Regions from separate parts of the Danio rerio genome. Here region 2 is linked to region 1. The links are chromatin contacts, called in public Hi-C maps. All regions are on one chromosome and are shown on one strand. Each heading gives the region's core, a stretch centred on a gene start, on an enhancer-like site or on the middle of the called end of the contact. The rest is flanking DNA. Distances are from core to core; before and after follow the strand shown.

Evidence for each region. A called contact is a pair of places that touch in the nucleus more often than the background predicts.
Region 2: a Hi-C map of hematopoietic stem cells shows a contact between it and region 1, with 5 times the contacts expected there. The contact joins the promoter of meis1b here to the enhancer-like site in region 1. A contact is called at or near these places in 3 of 18 Hi-C or Micro-C datasets (caudal fin, fibroblasts and hematopoietic stem cells) and 2 of 4 datasets of contacts at active chromatin or transcription factors (caudal fin and embryo).

The regions. Positions count from the first base shown.
Region 1 is chr13:5,328,385-5,333,203 of GRCz12tu, forward strand. It overlaps a transcript of meis1b not described here. Among named protein-coding and RNA genes, the nearest start is that of etaa1b, 62 kb to the left of the region's middle. Within about 2 kb of position 2,952, at least 13 of the 62 cell types and tissues checked have an H3K27ac peak or open chromatin away from gene starts, as enhancers often do.
Region 2 is chr13:5,579,581-5,584,167 of GRCz12tu, forward strand. meis1b (Meis homeobox 1 b) reads right to left here and starts at 1,460. Exons shown (of 13, transcript NM_131893.2): 1 at 815-1,460. The coding sequence starts at 826.

The sequences.
Region 1 (4,819 bases), core at 1,702-4,201:
AGTCATTGTCTTTACAAATGTACATGGACTGAACTTAAAACATTTAAGTTGTCCCAAAAAATCCTCAAAAATTGTTTTTTTTTTCAGCTTATTTTAAATAAGTTTGAACAAGCATAAAAAAACATTTTTGAGTGTACGCTGTCAAAAATGTTGTGATTTGTGTTGGGACAATGTGAAATAGTTACGTTAATTTATTCGTCAAATTTAAAAATTTAAGTGGACTAAAGATAAAATAAGTTTAATTTACACACACACACACACACACACACACACACACACACACACACACACACACACACACACACACACACACACACACACACCAAAAGGTGTTATTCTTTCATCTTATTTTAAATAAAGGGCAAAAAAGATACTATTTTGAGTGTAGATGTTGCAAAAATTTTGCATTTTGTGTTGCGACAACGTGAAATAATTAAGTGAATTCATTAGTTTTTACATATTTAAGTAAATTGAACTTAAACAATTAGGTTGTCCCAATAAATTCTAAAGAATAGTGTTGTTTTTTCAGCTTATTTTTAATTGAGTTGTTTGAACGAGCATAAAACAAACATTTTTGAGTGTACACTGACAAAAATGATGCTATTTGTGCTGGCAAAATGTGAAAGAATTAAGTTAATCTATACATTTTTACAAATTTAAGTGATTAAACATAAAACAATTAGGTTGTCCCACAAAAAAAAAAAAAAAAAAAAACTCAAGAACTCTAAAAAATGCAGGGTTCCACACAATTTATTCATGTCCCAACACAAATTGATAAAGTTAAATCAACAAATTTATGTGGATTGAACATAAAAAATTAAGTTGTCCTTTTTGTATCTTGCAAAATGACATACAGTAAAATAAATCTGCTCTTCCAGACTTCAGTGTGTCTTCTAAATTCAATACAGGCAATAATGGTAGATTTTATACACTTAAAAGAACCACCAAATATTTTATATTGTGATTATTACAGTATTTTTTTTAACAAACGTGCTACATTGCAAAAATATTCACAACGTAAAAGAATTAAGTTGATCTACAGTTTTTACAAATTTAAGTGGTTTGAATGTAAAAACAATTAAGTTGTCTCAAAAAATCCTCAAGATTAGTGTTGTTTTTTCAGCTCATTTTTAAAATAAACTTGTTTGAACAAGCATAAAAATTTTTTTTTGAGTGTACACTGTCAAAAAAGTTGCAATTTGTGTAGGGACGACGTGAAAAAATTAAGTGAATCTATTAGGTTTTACAAATTTAGGTGGATTGAGCGTAAAACAATTAAGCTGTCCCAAAAAGTCCTCAAGAATAGTGTTCTTTTTTTTAGCTTATTTTAAAAAAGTAGTTTGAATGAGCAGAAAAAATAAGTTTGTTGTGTACACAATGAAAAAATGTTGCGATTTGAGTTGGGACAGCATGAAAGAATTAGGTGAATCTACTATCATTCATTTATTTGTTTTCTTGTCTGCTTAGTACCTTTATTAATCCGGGGCCGCCACAGCGGAATGAACCGCCAACTTATCCAGCAAGTTTTTACGCAACGGATGCCCTTCCAGCCGCAACCCATCTCTGGGAAACATCCACACACACACTCATACACTCATACACTTTGGACAATTTAGCTTACCCAATTCACCAGTACCACATGTCTTTGAAATGTGGGGGACACTGGAGCACCCGGAGGAAACCCACGCGCACGCAGGGAGAACATGCAAACTCCACACAGAAGCGCCAACTGAGCCAAGGCTCACCCAGCGACCTTCTTGCTGTGAGATGACAGCACTACCTACTGCACCACTGCTTCTCCCGTGAATCTACTAGTTTTTACAATTTTAAGTGGAGTGAACGTAAATAAATTAAGTTGTCCCAAAAAATCCTCAAGATTAGTGTTATTTTTTCAGCTCATTTTAAATAAGTAGCTTGAATGAGCAGAAAAAATACGTTTTTGAGTCTATACTGTCAAAAAAGTTGCAATTTGTGTTGGGACAACGTGAGGGAATTAAGTTAATTTATTTGTTTTTACAAATATAAGTGGATTGAACATAAAACAATTAAGTTTTCCCCAAAAAAACTCGGGATAGTGTTAGCCTTTTCAGCTTATTTAAGATAAGTAGAACAAACATCAAACTTAATTTTTTGAGTATATCGTTGTTGTTGTTTTTTTGCAGTGATATTTTAAGAAGAGTTATCAAATGAGACTTTAAAATAAAACATCAGGCATCCACACAGCAATAAAACATTCTAGCTTGACTGTTTTGCAAATAGTCACACAAATTCACAATGCAAAGCACAGGTCTGAATGCAGTCAAAAAAAAAAAAAAAAAAATCTAAAGTCGTTGATCTTGTTTGCATTGCAGATCATTTTCAATTTATTTCGACAAGTTCCTCATCGCAGGCCTGTCAACTGAGCTGTTTTGAAATACCTTCACCCCCCCTGCTCCGGAGAAATTCATGTAAAGCATGTTAAAACGAGTGTATATGTGTTGGGCTCCTCCAGAGATCCATAAAGAACGGCCCTTTCAAACGATTTCGTTCGACTCAAACAAGGCGCCCACAAAGTGCTTATGGCATAACTTCTTTACTGACTGTTTAAGATTATAAAAGGAGGATTTAGATCGATTATCGTCCCCCCTTGGAAATCCTCCATTTGATGGCTGTGCCAGCAAGTGCCCTTGTTGCCCCTGAATGACGGTGGTTTCCTATGTAACAAAACAAATAAACATTCGCTCACAACATTTGCGCTAACGCTAATTGACTGAAGGGGCTGCCCGGGCTTACAAAAGACTCTCTTAATAACACATTTTTTTGAAGAACAAGCTCATTTTTATCTCCACACGTCCGGAGGCGTTTCTCAGATGCAGTGAGGATTTGAAAGGCTTTCGATCATTCCCAGCCCCTAAGCAGCAGCCATCTTGTGCTCCGGCAAGCGTCTCCCAAGGGCTGGAATGATCCCAGTGCTACAAGGCTCTCTTTCATAGGGCCGGTCGGCTGGAGAGCGGAGAACATCCCCTGTGACGGCACGCTGGCTCCAGCCAGGCGCGCAGAGGAGCGGGTGTCAGACATACATGTATTTTTTCAAACTCAGGCCAGACACAAATGGCTTGGTGAGTTTCCCGGTGGTTTTTCTTAACACTTGTAGGCATTGCTTTTGAAATCCTTCATTGTGATACAGACACGGCACCGATCAGGAGGATACGATTACTGTTCTTGGAGGGTCCAGTCTAGGTTTTCAGAATAGTCACATTTATAGCCAAAGTAAAAAATGCACAATTAGGAATGTTTTGACGAAAAATAAATATTATAAACATGTCTGATTTTTTTTCTTCTCATTTTTTGTTTTTCTTTCTTACTCGAGCTACATTTTTATCAGGGGTGCTCAGATATTTGAACATTGGAAAATGCATTCTGCTGTAATTATTTGATAAATAGAAAAGCTTTTGAATTTTAGTGCATTGTTTGGTGGTTGTAAATGAAGAAAATAAAACCCGAGCACCCAAACAACGTAATCGCAAATTATTGTGGATAATCGAAGAGAGTGACCGAATTTAAAAACACTATTGCGGCGTCTCTCTGTGATGTATGTGTTATCTAAAATGGAATATAAACTTTATTATTAGTTTAAAAGACTTAATTATTAGTCTTTCTAATGGCTTGTATATTAGGATATTCGATCTGAAGTAATCGTTCAATAAATAAAAACGCTTTTGAATTTTACTGGATTAGTTGGTGGCTATAAATGAAGAAAATAAAACCTAATAAAATCTAACAAACAACATAATCATGATATATTGTGGAGAATCACAGAGAGGGATCAATTTAAAAAATACTAATGCAATGTCTCAGTAAATGTGCTGTCTACAAATAAATATAAATATTTATATAAATAAATATAAATATAATTTATTTTTAAAATATATATTTTTAATTGAATAAATAAAAATTATTTTAAATTTCACTGTTTTGTTTGGTTGCCGTAAATAAATAAAATCCACAATAAAAACCTAAGCATGCAAACTAGGTAATCACAATTTATTGTGGAGAATCACAGACAGTGCCCGAATTTAAAAACACTATTGCAGCATCTCTCAGTAAATTGTGTTGTCTAAAAAAATAAATATAAACATGTCTGAAAAAAATAAAAAAAATAAATAAATAAATAAGGTGAGGCAGTGGCGCAGTGGGTAGTGCTGTCGCCTCACAGCAAGAAGGTTGCTGGGTCGCTGGTTCAAACCTCGGCTCAGTTGGCGTTTCTGTGTGGAGTTTGCATGTTCTCCCTGCCTTCGCGTAGGTTTCCTCCGGGTGCTCCCGTTTCCCCCACAGTCCAAAGACATGCGGTACTGGTGAATTGGGTAGGCTAAATTGTCCATAGTGTATGAGTGTGTATGTGTGGATGTTTCACAGAGATGGGTTGTGGCTGGAAGGGCATCCGCTGCGTAAAAAACTTGCTGGATAAGTTGGCGGTTCATTCCTCTGTGTCCCTGGATTAATAGAGGGACTAAGCTGACAAGAAAATGAATGAATGATGTCTAAAAATATTTTTTATTTTTTATTATTATTTTTTTCTCTCTAATGACAGATATTCAAACATTTGGATGCTCGATCTAGAGTAATCATTCGATAAATAACGCTTTTGAATTTCACCGTTTTGTTTGGTGGCCGCAAATAAAGAAAATAAAACCTGATAAAAATCAAACAAACTACATAATTTCAATACATTGTGGAGAATCACAGAGAGTGGTCAAATTTAAAAACACTATTTCAGTGTCTCAGTAAATGTGCTGTCTCCAAATAAACATAAACAAGCCTGAAAAAAATAATTTAAAAA
Region 2 (4,587 bases), core at 210-2,709, 250 kb after region 1:
TAAATGAAATATTTGATTAATTTATTTCGAATAATGTATCAGTGACACTTTAATACTTAATCATGGTCGTTATTTTAAGTTTTATTACACTGTTTAGAAAGTCTGATGATGAAAACATTACATCTGCCTTCTAAATATACAGAGGTGTTAGCAGGACAGCAGGGTGCTGTTATAGTTTTACCATCAAAAGCAAAAGGTCGGAGGGTTGCGATGAAATCTACTTTGTGATTGTTTACTTTTGATTACAAATGCAAAGAAGTCGCCAACTAGTAAATGTCAACTTTACAAGTCGAAGCGCACAAGAGTTTCACTCTAATGCTGTTTGAAAGTATTGTTATTACACAAAATTGAAAAATAATACGGCTAAATAAATTTTGCGTCCTATTAATATTCCTGCATAGTATGTTATCATAACAAGCATTATAATAACTTTTATTAATAGAGCTGACTTGTTCAAACAGCTAGTTTAATTTTTATTTTAAATGTTTCTGCTTTATGAAAAGATTAAATAAACGCGTACTGTAAAAACTGGCAATAGTTTATAAAATTAGGAATGCTCCCTGTCAAACTTAATTAGAGAGTATCATTTTCCCCCTAAATTGACATACACACACACACACACACACACACATACACACACACACAAAACACTATACACAAAGGGGTGCATGAAAGTGAGCGATGTAAAGTTGAATGTGAAAACTAGAAGTCAAAGGAAGAGAAAGTTTGACTGCGAGGCTGTCATCGGCCACGTTTCAGTATTTCCAACTGCATTCAACAATACGGAGTCGAAGAAACTTTTCGGGATACGTACCCTCTGCGCCATCGCCCTCCACACTCCCTCGTCTTCCTTTAGTCAAAAATATATCCCCTATGAGGCCAGGGTGAATGGGAAATAAACACGCAAATTCCAAATGTGGGATATGTTTTGCCCAAAAAATCCAAATGCCTGTTTCGAGCGAGCGATGTGAAGCCAGTCCTTCACCGCAAGTTCAGCCAGACGCGTTCAGCGATAGGTCCCCTTCGCGTTCTTTCCCCTGGACAGCGACAAGGATCGAGCAAAATCTTCTTTTCCAAAGCTGTATGAAAATAGCCCCTCAGACAAAACTAACGCATCTCATGGCTTTTTGCCACTCCGGCTGTCAATCAATCAAACGCGAGCTTGTCAAAGTGCTGAATGAATGATGATCCTCCGCGCGCTTCCACTGGTTAGCACCCCTAACGAGAATACTACTCAAATGCACAAAAATGAAGCTCTCTCTCGTTTCTTTGATCACTCTCGGCTCCTGAGTTGATTTTTTATGCAATAGCTTCTAAATGAGATCAAGAGGAGGTGGGCTGATAATTCTGGCTTAGTTTTTCTTAAAGGAGCCACGATCGATGCTGCGAGCTGCCTTTCCCCGTTTGTGTACAATGAGTGTGTGTTGAACGCGGCTCAGCAGCTGAATCTGGACCAGACTGCTGAAACCCGGAAGTAGTGGTGGCCATAACAGGTCGCGTCTTGCACAATGCGATGGGCTACATCAAGTTCCTGCTAAAGCAGGGGGGTGAAATGTGTGGGACGCAGAAAAGCGCAGACCACTTCCACGATTCAGCACGAACCGAGGAATAACACGCAGAGACCGCGTTGTGCTTTTGGTTGTTTCCCTTGGATAGCAATGCGTGCGTAATGCACGCCAATGCATACAATAGTAGTCTAACCTTTATAAATCATTACATAAAAACATAATGATAACAAAGGGAGCGTGGACCCATTCTCAACATCGCTTATGTTTATTATAAGCTCTGATATGGGTATCCGAAATGGAGAACGCTAAACTATTTACAATAGTAGAGAAACTTGGATACCCTTTTTAAGGTGCGTAATTAAGTTTCCCCATACGTTATGTGTGTACTTTTACGCGAAAGCCCTTGCAAATGGGATGTTCTGCACTAATAACACGAAATATTGTTTTCACAACATGTCTATATACTTCACATTTCACGCAAACATCATTACTCGGGAACAGCATACGCTGTACTTCAGCGGTGATGTGCCGCGCTCTCAGCCGAAACACCCCCGCCATTTGTGAATGGGCTCATCCACTTACTGTAGGATCTTAGGAGTTTGGTGCAGTGTCCAATGAAAGTGTGTTACAGTGAATCAAGCCATCTATTGGTGCAAAGAATGATCAATCATTAATTTATCGGTTGATATGCTTCCATAAATGAAGAAAGGGTGGAATGAAAATATTGTAATCTGGAGGGAAAATGTAGTCTCCATATTCTGTTTTGTCTATTCTAATGCTCACTCTCTAGCACAGTCATTCTCTATCTAACACACATTGTAGCCACTGACACAATTATTTTTTTCAAGATATAAAAGTAAATGTTTGTTTTAATATTCTTATTTGTGTATATACATGTGCAATTTGCAATGTTTAGTTTGTGCCTCTCTATCAATATTTATAATTAAACTAGTGGATACAACTTTTACCATGCATTTTAATGCTAGTGTGTACGACCTTTTACGTTAACATTTTGGAGAGGTCACTTGTGCTGAGTTACATTTAAAGTACAAGCCCCTAAATAAATCGAGATGGTTGTTTTATGAATATTACATCTTCCATAAAATGCTATAAGAGGCTTTAAACAAAAACTGATTGATGTAGTCTGAAGCGCTCCATTGTGGCCAATACAACTGACCCGGTGACAAGGTGTATGAAGTTTGTCAGAGGAGCATCTGTCATCGATCAGAAGCGATTAATGCGAGCAACAGTGTCTTATCAGCTGCCGTGAGCATCACACGACCCCCGTTTCCCGCAGAAGAGCAGCGACAGGATCCGGCGCGCACATTTACAGGCATGAAATTACTATCAAATCCCCAAAGCGCTCGGCAAACCAAGGGTGCGCGCTGCGCGGGCGACGGATCTGATGTGGACTTAAACACAAATGAAAGAAGGATTCATGCAACAGATATATTACAGATATACGACTAGAACCACAGATAAACACGCACGCGTTTGTCGGTAAGTAGTTGCACTGTTTATCTTAAGAACGTCTCCAAACAAATATATAGTTTTAGTTTATCTTAATTACTGTTCATTAAATATGTCTAACAATTTCACCTAATTATGTACGTAACAACATATAATGAATTGGATGTACATTGAGTAAACTTATTTGTTTTATTGATGTTTGTAGTCTTAACAATAGTTTTGCGTTTGTCTCAATTATGTGAGAAGCAAACGGGATGACATGAAAGCTGTGCTTACCCAAACGCTTAACTGCTGTCACAGAACCAGAATAGCATTATAAAGTAATTAAGTTCCTTCAATTAGCATCTATAAAAGGACGCTATAGAGCACAATGAGGGCATGGACTTTCACTGTTTAGGTTGCCTTTTAGTGAGGGTCAGCAGATTGCACCACGCATCACCGAGTTAATGCCATCATTTAGGATAATTTGGGCTAAGAAAGAGATGTGAATCATTGAACGTAAAATCAAAAAGAAAGTCTAAAAACAAGTCCGAAATTTAACCGAGTGAATTGAACTGAGTGCGACTGATGCATTATAAACTGAAAAAGATGGAGCATATGCATCACTGAGAAAAATTGTACAACTTTACGCAAAGAGGTTGAGTTTATTTCAAAGTGTTTGAATTTGGCTTAATTTGAGCAAATTAATTTAATATTTAGATATAAATACACCAAATTATATAGCTAGGAACAGCTAGTATGTTGTACATATAAGTTAGAGTATGAAGTACCATATACAATATATATTTTTTGTATTAGTGTCATCCCGACAATTCGGCAGTTTCATCTACCAGACACAAAATTTAGCTTTAATCTAAAAAAAACAAGAACGCGTGATGCCATCTAGATGTTTAATGCAAGAATGTTCCCATTCTGCCTCAATATTTGTTATTCATTTGAATCTTTCTCTCTCTAAGTCGCTATTGAAAGCAACATGCCGCTGTGGTTCAGAAGTCAAACGGAGGTCATCCTTTATATCCCCCCGCAGCAATCCGCGACCAGGGGCCAGTCAGCAGTGAACCCTGCCTTCTCCACTACTGACAACTGCCTGAAACTTACAAGACTATCGGGAATGGGTAAGACGCGCTGGGATAAAACAGCAGGCTATAACTTTTTTCTTGATCTTGCCACTGCCTGGTTATAATGCTCTTAGTGTGTTTCAAGTGTTTGCAAAATGCGCAGTGTGTGAATATACAAAATCTCCTAATCGGTAAGCTATTTATTTATTTGACTTTACTTGCGTTTTCCAATCCAAGTGCAGCAGAGACGTTTTTCAACAATTACTACAATTAAAATAACACGAGATAAACAGTATTTACTATTGCGGGGAAATTAAATTCATCACCTCGACAGCTTTATAAATGTACCGTGATTACAAAACTCTCGCATAAAAGAAAACTTTTAATAGTTCATAAATAGGCCTATTCGAGGCTACGTGAACGTGTTCTGCGTCCAGATATTTTAAGTAGGCTACAACTTGTGAGAAGATTTAAAAATGCCAAATTACATATATTACAGGTGTAGTTAAAGTTGGAGTATTTGGGCTCTTAACTTTTGGTTGTTGTTGTTG